Linked DNA regions of Sus scrofa: region 1 is linked to region 2. The links are chromatin contacts, called in public promoter capture Hi-C maps. All regions are on one chromosome and are shown on one strand. The core of a region is the stretch at or near the end of the contact, and the rest is flanking DNA. Distances in the headings are between cores, read along the strand shown. Region 1 holds the start of PTPN1 (protein tyrosine phosphatase, non-receptor type 1). Region 2 holds the start of ZNFX1 (NFX1-type zinc finger-containing protein 1).

Evidence for each region. Promoter capture Hi-C pulls out the DNA fragments that hold promoters and counts their contacts.
Region 1: a contact with region 2 is called in a promoter capture Hi-C map of fetal liver, with 2.8 times the contacts expected there. The contact joins the promoter of PTPN1 here to the promoter of ZNFX1 in region 2. A contact is called at or near these places in 1 of 5 promoter capture datasets (fetal liver) and 1 of 2 datasets of contacts at active chromatin or transcription factors (alveolar macrophages).

What each region holds. Positions count from the first base shown.
Region 1 is chr17:52,015,798-52,019,666 of Sscrofa11.1, reverse strand. It overlaps PTPN1 (protein tyrosine phosphatase, non-receptor type 1), which reads right to left and starts at 2,563. Exons shown (of 10, transcript NM_001113435.1): 1 at 2,330-2,563. The coding sequence starts at 2,392.
Region 2 is chr17:50,957,358-50,961,886 of Sscrofa11.1, reverse strand. ZNFX1 (NFX1-type zinc finger-containing protein 1) reads left to right here and starts at 3,165. Exons shown (of 14, transcript XM_021077518.1): 1 at 3,165-3,621. LOC100627868 (a long non-coding RNA gene) reads right to left here and starts at 3,046. Exons shown (of 5, transcript XR_300503.3): 1 at 2,898-3,046; 2 at 2,463-2,572; 3 at 117-170. It overlaps LOC106506050 (a long non-coding RNA gene), which reads left to right. Exons shown (of 3, transcript XR_002339902.1): 3 at 2,395-2,486.

The DNA of each region.
Region 1 (3,869 bases), core at 1,314-3,813, 1.1 Mb before region 2:
TTAGTATACTGAGAAATAACCACTGCTTTGTTTACAAAATGTCAAGCAAAAATTACATATTATTTTTAAAATCATCAGACTCAGCAAGCTCAAAATGATTTTATATAAGGCTGCCCTCACTGTGACATGCTATAAAATATTAATTTTTTTAACTTCCATTTTCTACCAACCATAAACACATTTCTGTGAATTCCTAAAAAATAATGGTTTTGGTAAATTGGCACACACTTTGGAAAAGTGCCACTTTAGATCTCAAGGTCGTTTGAACCCCTCATTTTTTAAAATGTCACAGTTGGCCACTTTTAATGTCCAGAAGCCACTTTTTATGTCCGGAAAGAAAAGAACTTCTGATTGTAACTCTGCAAAAGAAAAATATCTGTACTGCAGAGGTGAGAAAGCCCATGGTGTACGATTCTTTAAGATAAAAGAAACTACCTCTAGAATCTAGAGAAATCAACTGTACAGCAACCTCAACTAGCTCCTGGGGTTCCAAGGTGATAGACAAACATAAGAACAATGAGAGAAATTAAGGGAAGACCATGTTCCATGCTAGTGGCCTGCTGAACACAGTTTTAACAATGCTTGAGTGACTGGTCTCCCACACTGCCCAGTGCCTCCTGGAGGCCACCCCCAGATGTGATGCGGAATATCATAATCAACCCCAACACTTCAGACAGAGAATTGTTTCATTTAAACCACTTTAGAGTCTACTGTATTAAATGCGATGCAGTAAATTTGTCTACACATTCTCTAAGTCACTAGCGGAATTCATTCGATTAACTCAGAGAGACTAGACACGGAATACAAATTTTATATATTGATTGATCGTACTTATACAGATTAAAGTGGTTAGAAATATTAGCCTATCAGAAGCTAATATACATTACAGTGCAACTAAAGAGAATCCTGTCAAATAAGCTTGATGCAAATCCACATGAAACCAAGCCTGACAAAAAAAGGCTTTTGTTAGTCAAGCATACCAAAGAACTGCTTAAAGCTTTTTTCCTTTTTAAGTGGAGCTCAAAATAGACTTTAATACTACCAGCTGATGGATCTCACAATTTGCCTTTTGAGCCTATAAGCCCCAAACAGAATAAACTGCCTTCTCCCTTTACACAAGTAACAACATCTCTCTATTCTGTACATTGCTTATTTAAAACACCGAGTGTGGTTTTGGTTAATCCTCACAACCCCCACAATGACATTTAATAGGCAGCACGTATTTTCTTCAGAGGATTTAGCTGTTTGGGAAAGCAGACCTCTGGGTCTTTTTAATCTGAAGATGTGGCGATATGTGAGAACCCCCACCTTCCTAACTTTTCATTTCTGAACCACCATAACCCACAAGAAGATGAGGACTGGGAAGACACGATCATCTCAACCATGATCAAAGGATAAGATGCTCATGGAGGAAAGATACTATTTTAGAGAGGGATAAAAAAGGTTAATCTTCCCTGTTGCTTGTCCGACACAGGGTAATATTTTGGCCCAGTGGAGTGGGTACTACTGGCTTCCCGGCTAGAAAGCAAGAGTCTGACACTCTCAGGGCTTAGCTCACAGAGCAGACGTCTCTTCCTCTGACAGATCTTCCCTGATCCCATTCTCTGAGGTAGCCCACTTTCCCCTAAAGTTACTCTTCACCCCGTTATGTTTTGTTTTCTTCACAGCACTTGTCGCCATCTGAAATTATTTGCTTTTGTGTCTGACCGTCCTATTCGACTCGCAGCTCCACGGGGGACAGGATCTTGTCTGTCTTGTCCAGCAAACACTACCTCCAACGCCTAGGCAGTGCCTAGCACGGAAGAGGCACGCCAATTCAGACCCATTAAATGAATGAACAGGAAGGGGGAAGGGACTGTCATCCATGGGACTCGACACACACTAGGGGAAAGGAAATGTAAAGGAGGGAGGGGAGAGCAACCCTTTCCCCCAGAGAGACAAAGGAAGACAGTTTGAGGTGGTCCAGTTTAGAAAAGGAAGTAGTGGGGGTGTTCTATCAACCCCTGGGGACAAAGACTGGACAGGCAGGGGGGCGGGGTCGGGGTGCAAGGGGGAGCAGAGGCGGGCGGCTCCCAGGACTGAGAGGTCACCCGGGCTGGAGGATATGAGGTAGGTGGGAAATCAAAGGGGACTGCGAAGCCAGGGAGAGACGCAGACCCACCCGGGGGACAAAGAGAGGGGACCGGCCTCCGCTGCCGTCGGACCGAATCCTCAAGCAGCAGGGCTGAGCGGAGGGCGGGACCCAGGCGGAGAAAGGGGTCTGGGGTCTGAAGAGAAGGTTCACGAGGCCTAAGCGAAGGGCCTGCCGCGCTCCGGGGAGCTCCCGCACCTGGTAAATGGCCGCCCAGTTCCCGGCCTTGTCGATCTGCTCGAACTCCTTTTCCATCTCCATGACCGGCCAGGGCGGCTGCTGCGCCTCCTCCTGGGCCCACTGCGCCGTCTGTTTCTCTCGGCCGCTTCGCACACTCCGCCCGGAGTCCCGCAGCAAACCTCGACTCCGGCCGCTACCGCCGCCCCGGCCGCCGCTGCTTCTTCATGTCAACCCGGCAGCCGGAAGTACGCACAGCGCTGCCGCGGGCTCCGCCCCTCAAGCGGAAGGACCAATAAGCGTTCAAAACGTCATCGAGCACTTCCGCAGGGCGGAGTCGGGGGAGGTGCTGAGGAGAGCCGCCTCAGCCCCGCGAGATATCTTGCAGCGTGCGCTTCCTCCTCCCATCCTGGGCTCCGGGCTTGGGCGTGGCACGCGCCGGTTGCTTAGGCGACCCCCGGGAGCCCCGCCCACGCGCGTGGGTTTGCAAAGCCCCCACAGATTTAGAGTTTAAGCCTCCACGTGGTCCATTGAGTCAGAGAGTGACTTTGAAGCATCATCCCTGTTTCCTGCAGCTCCAGGGCCCAGGCCTAAGTGCTCCAAGCTGCGGGGGTGGGGGCCGCTGAACGCTCCCCTTCTATCTTCCCGCCTCCAGCAAGATATGCGCGTTTTTTTCATGACAACTTAGAGCTTCCTGATTTACCAGGCTGCTGGTGCCCCCTGAATGTACTATCCTTGTCTGAAACTCAAGATTTCCATTTGGAGTCTCCTATCTTGGGCATTGCAAGAATGAATGGATTGGGGTCTTGTAATGATTTTCACTTTTTCCCAAAGTAGGAAGGAAAACCTGCTCAGACTGGACTCAGTGGAGCACAAATTCCATGGTGCATTCGTGTGTTGAATAATGGCAGATTTCTGGGTCCACCTCCAAAGGATTCGGATACAGGAATCTGTATTTTTCACGGGCAACTCCAGCTAATTCTATATCTATGATCTTTGAAGCACATATGAGAAGGGCTGGTCAGGTTTCCTTCCCACAGATTCTACTTTAAGCCATCCAGTTTTGGTCCTGACACGTTATGTGGAGATTGCGAATTCCATGGGGTCAGAGACCTAGAGGAGGACAGAATTATCTCTGTTCACTCTTCCCATCTCAAGCCTCCCAAGAAGCAGCTGTGTTGAATTCCAGCTCATTCCTTGAATGCTTATGGCAGGCACTGTGCCTGGCATTCCAAGTACACTTTCTCATTTAATCTCTACAACAACCCTACAATATAGACACTGGTATCATTCCCATTTTACAGGTGAGGAAACTGAGGTGCAGAGAGGCAAAATCACTTGTCCAGTGTAGCTTTGCATATTGGTATGGAAGCCAGGATTCTAAGTAGTCTCCAGGGGAGTGCTTGCTTTGGAGCCAGGCTGATTCCAAATTCCAACGCAACCAAACACTAGCTGTGCAACCTTGGGCAAATTACCTACCCCTTCTCTGCCTTCTTTCCCTTCTTTGTTAAATGAAGATAATAAAAGTACCCACTTCAGGAGTCCCTGTCGTGGCTCAGCA
Region 2 (4,529 bases), core at 1,916-4,415:
CGATCTGACTGGGAGAAAAGTCATCAGCTGCAATGGCCATATATTTGGGTCACAGTAATTAGAACGCGAGGGGGATAACCCCTTTTAAAAAGGAACAGTTAATGGACATGACTTACCCATTCTTTCCAAATGATAGTCCATTCAAAGTCTGCTTTCTGCCACTAGTAAACCTAAGATGAAAACAATGAAACATGAGCTCCATCAGCTAGATACCCAAGGGAGTGGAGGACAAGAGCTGCTCAAACTGGCATATCAGACAGAAACTGGCTTAGAGAGTTTGATCAACATGGTCGATCTGTTGGGGAAAAAAGTTCAGTCATCATATATGCCAGTAAGAAGCTCTTGGCCTCTGAAGAACCCTGAACCAGGAATTAGACTTGGTCTGATTCTCTACCTGCAATTTCATGTAGTATTCAAAGCACTTCTAGTGTGCTGCTGCTGGCAGTAATAGCTAAGACAAACACTCCTACCTTTTGAGTTTACATCTGAGAGGTCAGTGTGCTTGGCAAAGCTGTGGGCAAATGGCTGGCTTGTGCTGAGGTGAGATGTCATTGCAGGGTTTTGCGTCAGGATGATTCAATGCAAGGAACTCGGGATCAGAGTTCAAGGAAAACAGGGTCCAAGAAATCCCACCCTTAAGGTGGCATTTCAGGACTCAATAGAAAATGTGTTCGGAGTTCCCTTTGTGGCACAGCGGAAAAGAATCCAACTAGGAACCATGAGGTTGCAGGTTCGGTCTCTGGCCTCACGTAGTGGGTGGGTTAAGGATCCTGTGTTGCTGTGGCTGTGGCCGGCAGCTGTAGCTCTGATTAGACCCCTAGCATGGGAACCTCCATATGCCATGGGTGCAGCCCGAAAAAGCAAAACCAAACCAAACCAAACCAAAAAAAAAGAAACCAAAACCGAAAACTAGGTTCAATCCATGGCCCAGGAACTTCCACATGCCACAAGCGTGGGTAAAAGATTCTGGGTAATAAAAGTAACTAGGCCAACAAAGTACATTTATTTGGCTTTCCTTTAAAAAAAAATGCCATCACAGGAGTTCCCGTCATGGCTCAGTGGTTAACGAATCCGACTAGGAACCATGAGGTTGTGGGTTCGAGCCCTGGCCTCACTCAGTGGGTTAAGGATCCGGCGTTGCCGTGAGCTGTGGTGCAGGTCGCAGACATGGCTCAGATCCCGCGTGGCTGTGGCTCTGGTGTGGGCAGGCGGCTACAGCTCCGATTGGACCCCTAGCCTGGGAACCTCCATATGCCATGGGTTCGGCCCCAGAAAATGGCAAAAAGACAAAAAAAAAAAAAAAAAAAAAAGCCGTCACAGGACTTCCCGTCGTGGGGCAGTGGTTTTCGAATCCGACTAGGAACCATGAGGTTGCGGGTTCGATCCCTGCCCTTGTTCAGTGGGTTAACAATCCGGCGTTGCCGTGACTCTGGGGCAGGCTGGCAGCTACAGCTTTGATTCGACCCCTAGCCTGGGAACCTCCACATGCCATGGGAGCGGCCCAAGAAATGGCAAAAAGACAAAAAAAAAAAAAAAAAAAGACAAGTCATCACATTAACCACTTGGAAATTCCGTGGCACAGTACATCTGGGGCCTCTCTACAGCACCAGGACATACGTTAGACCCCCCAGCCTGGCAGTGGGTTAAAGAATCCAGTGTTGTGTGGGGTAGGTTGCAGCTTCAGCTCAGATCTGATCCCTGACCCAAAGAATTCCGTATGCCCTAGTGAAGCAAAATAGTAACTCAGTCAGTGCAGAACATGGGCTTCAACGCATTCTTTGACGTGGCTACTGATTAATATTTGGCTAAAGGGCTCCAGGGATTAACATCCCCAAAGGCCTTGTCTACTATAGGGAGTATACCTACGCCTAGCTGGACATGAATCTTTTTTTTTTTTTGTCTTTTGTCTTTTTGTCTGTTGTTGTTGTTGCTATTTCTTGGGCCGCTCCCGCGGCATATGGAGGTTCCCAGGCTAGGGGTTGAATCGGAGCTGTAGCCACCGGCCTACGCCAGAGCCACAGCAACGCGGGATCCGAGCCGTGTCTGCAACCTACACCACAGCTCACGGCAACGCCAGATCATTAACCCACTGAGCAAGGGCAGGGACCGAACCCGCAACCTCATGGTTCCTAGTCGGATTCGTTAACCACTGCGCCACGACGGGAACTCCTGGACATGAATCTTTAACCCACTCCTCAACTGATAGCAAAGGGATGTGAGGAATGGTGACTTAATCTTGCAGGAAGAAAAGGGCAAAAAAACCATGGCGAGGACTGATGACATAGGTAACTGGGTAAGGCCAATAGGACAAAACCACATCCTTCTGGACCCCACGTAGGTAACCTCCACCTTTGTGCTTATTTGCTGTCCTTAACTTCCCTTTTTCTCTCCAAGGTCATCTATCAAACTAAAGTTCTTTAAAACACGCATTTCCTACAACGGGCCAAAATACAAACGCTTACCCCAGAGATCAGGAGACTGAAGATTGTGGATGTCTATACATGGTTGCCTTAGAGGCCCAGCAGGAGTCGTCTTCTCCGAGATCCATCCTGCAGTCTCTGATCATGCAAACCTGCGAACAAAGCAAGGTCATCAATCGCCATCTTTCCAGAGTTAGGAAAAAAAGAACGTGGCAGGGCCTTTTGTGGCTAGTGTATCAGAATTAACTGGCAAGTACTCAAAAACATCAGCATTGTCGATCTGATGGGGAAAAAAGTAAAGTCATCATTTACACCAGCCACGGGCTCCACCCACAGGCCCGAGCACATGGAGCGAGTTTCTCCAGCTTTAATTTATCTCCCTTAGTGGGCCTATGACCTATATCAAAACAAGGGGGACCCAAGAAGAGGACGGCAAAAGCAACCACACAAAGACAAAGATACCTTTATCTCACTCACCACATGGAGTAGCACACCCACGTTCCCAGGGTAGAACGCCATCAGAAGAGGAACAGAGAGACAAAGGTTCCGACGAGCGCCGCAGAAGCGAAAGAACGCGAAACACTCGAGCCTCGCTTAAATAGCCTGAGGAGACTCTCACGCCTGCGCACTGGAGTCAAAGTGCTTCCTCCCCCTCCTTTCCGCGACGCGCAGCACCCTCTGGGAAATGTAGTCTCCGCGCGGCCCTGCCGGAGGCAAGTCTACTGGAGGTCGAGACCGCTCTAGCCCCGCCCCTTCTCTGCATACACGAGGCCACTCGGGCTGGTCGGCCTCGCCGCCATGTCGCGCTTCACACGCAACAAGCCGTCCGCCGGCTCCCCCCTCCTTCTGGGACCGTTGAGGCTTGCGACGGCCTTGGTTGCTGTTAACCCGCCTCCTGCAGTCCCCTCCCCTCAGCGGCTCCCGGCGGAGCCCACGGGCCCCGCCGCCTGGGGGAGCTGAGGCGACGCCCGAGCGTCTGCCTGCCCCTGCCCCGCCTGAGGGCGGGGGCGCCGGCTGGGCCAGGGCCAGGGCCCCTCCTTCTCGTGTTCCTCCTCCGGGCCGGCCCCCAGCTCCGCCGAGTGTCTGGGGAGAAAGGAAACCGAAAGTGCGAGGCTCCGGGCGGGGCCGCGGACCATCCAGGGCCCGAGTCCGAGCGCCAGTCCGCGGCGGCAGTGGTGGAGTGCGGACGTATCGGAGCTGGGTGAGTGACCCCTGCCCCGAGCCCTGGCCCCACACTTGCTCCGGGTCCCCGGCGGCCGCGCCACCCTGCCACTGTCGCCACTTTTGCCCTGGCGCCCGCCTCAGCGCTCCCGCCGCCGCCTCAGCCCCCGCGTCCCCATCACCCTCTTCGGCACCCGTCACCCCCTCTCAGCCCTCATCACTTCTCAGCGTCCCCTCTATCCACTTGAGTACCTGTCCCCTGTCCTCAGCGCCCCTCAGCACCCCATCCCCTCCTCATTGCCCATCGCCTCCATCACCCGTCTCTGTCCCGCCTCGGCACCCCTGGTACCCCCGCAGCGCCCCCTTCACCTCCTCTGCCCCCAGAGCCCTCCTCCGCTCTCTTCATCTAGTTTTTCTGTTCCCCCCATCTCGGCTCTCACTTTTTGTCACAGCACCCTCTTCGTCTTCCTTCATCCTCCCGTCGCCTCATTCATCCCTCATCCCCCATCTTCTAGAAGCACCCTCCGCTCCCATCCCTATTTCCAGGTCCCCCCTCACTTCAGCAAGCAACCCCTAGTTGAGTTCAGCCCCACACTTTTCTTGAGGCCCCCAGATCTCCTCCACTCTCCCCCACCTCTCTGCCGCTCTCCTCTTCAGCCTTGCCTTGGCACCTTCTTCATGTCCCCACACAGCCCTGGCTCTCCCTTGACCCTAAAATATCATTATCAGGACCTACTGGGCTCCTGGGTGCCAGAGACTCCTCCATTTTTTCTTAGACTCTCTCAGGACCCTGGAGACTTCCCCCTGAAACCCAGCTCTAACCTCTTTCATCTCACCCTGGTGATTAACATTCCTCTCTAATTTAACTCCTCTGCCAGCCTGACCATCACTGATTTTCTTCATCCTGCTCATTTAGGCCTTGATTCCCAAAGCAACCCACTCCAGTCT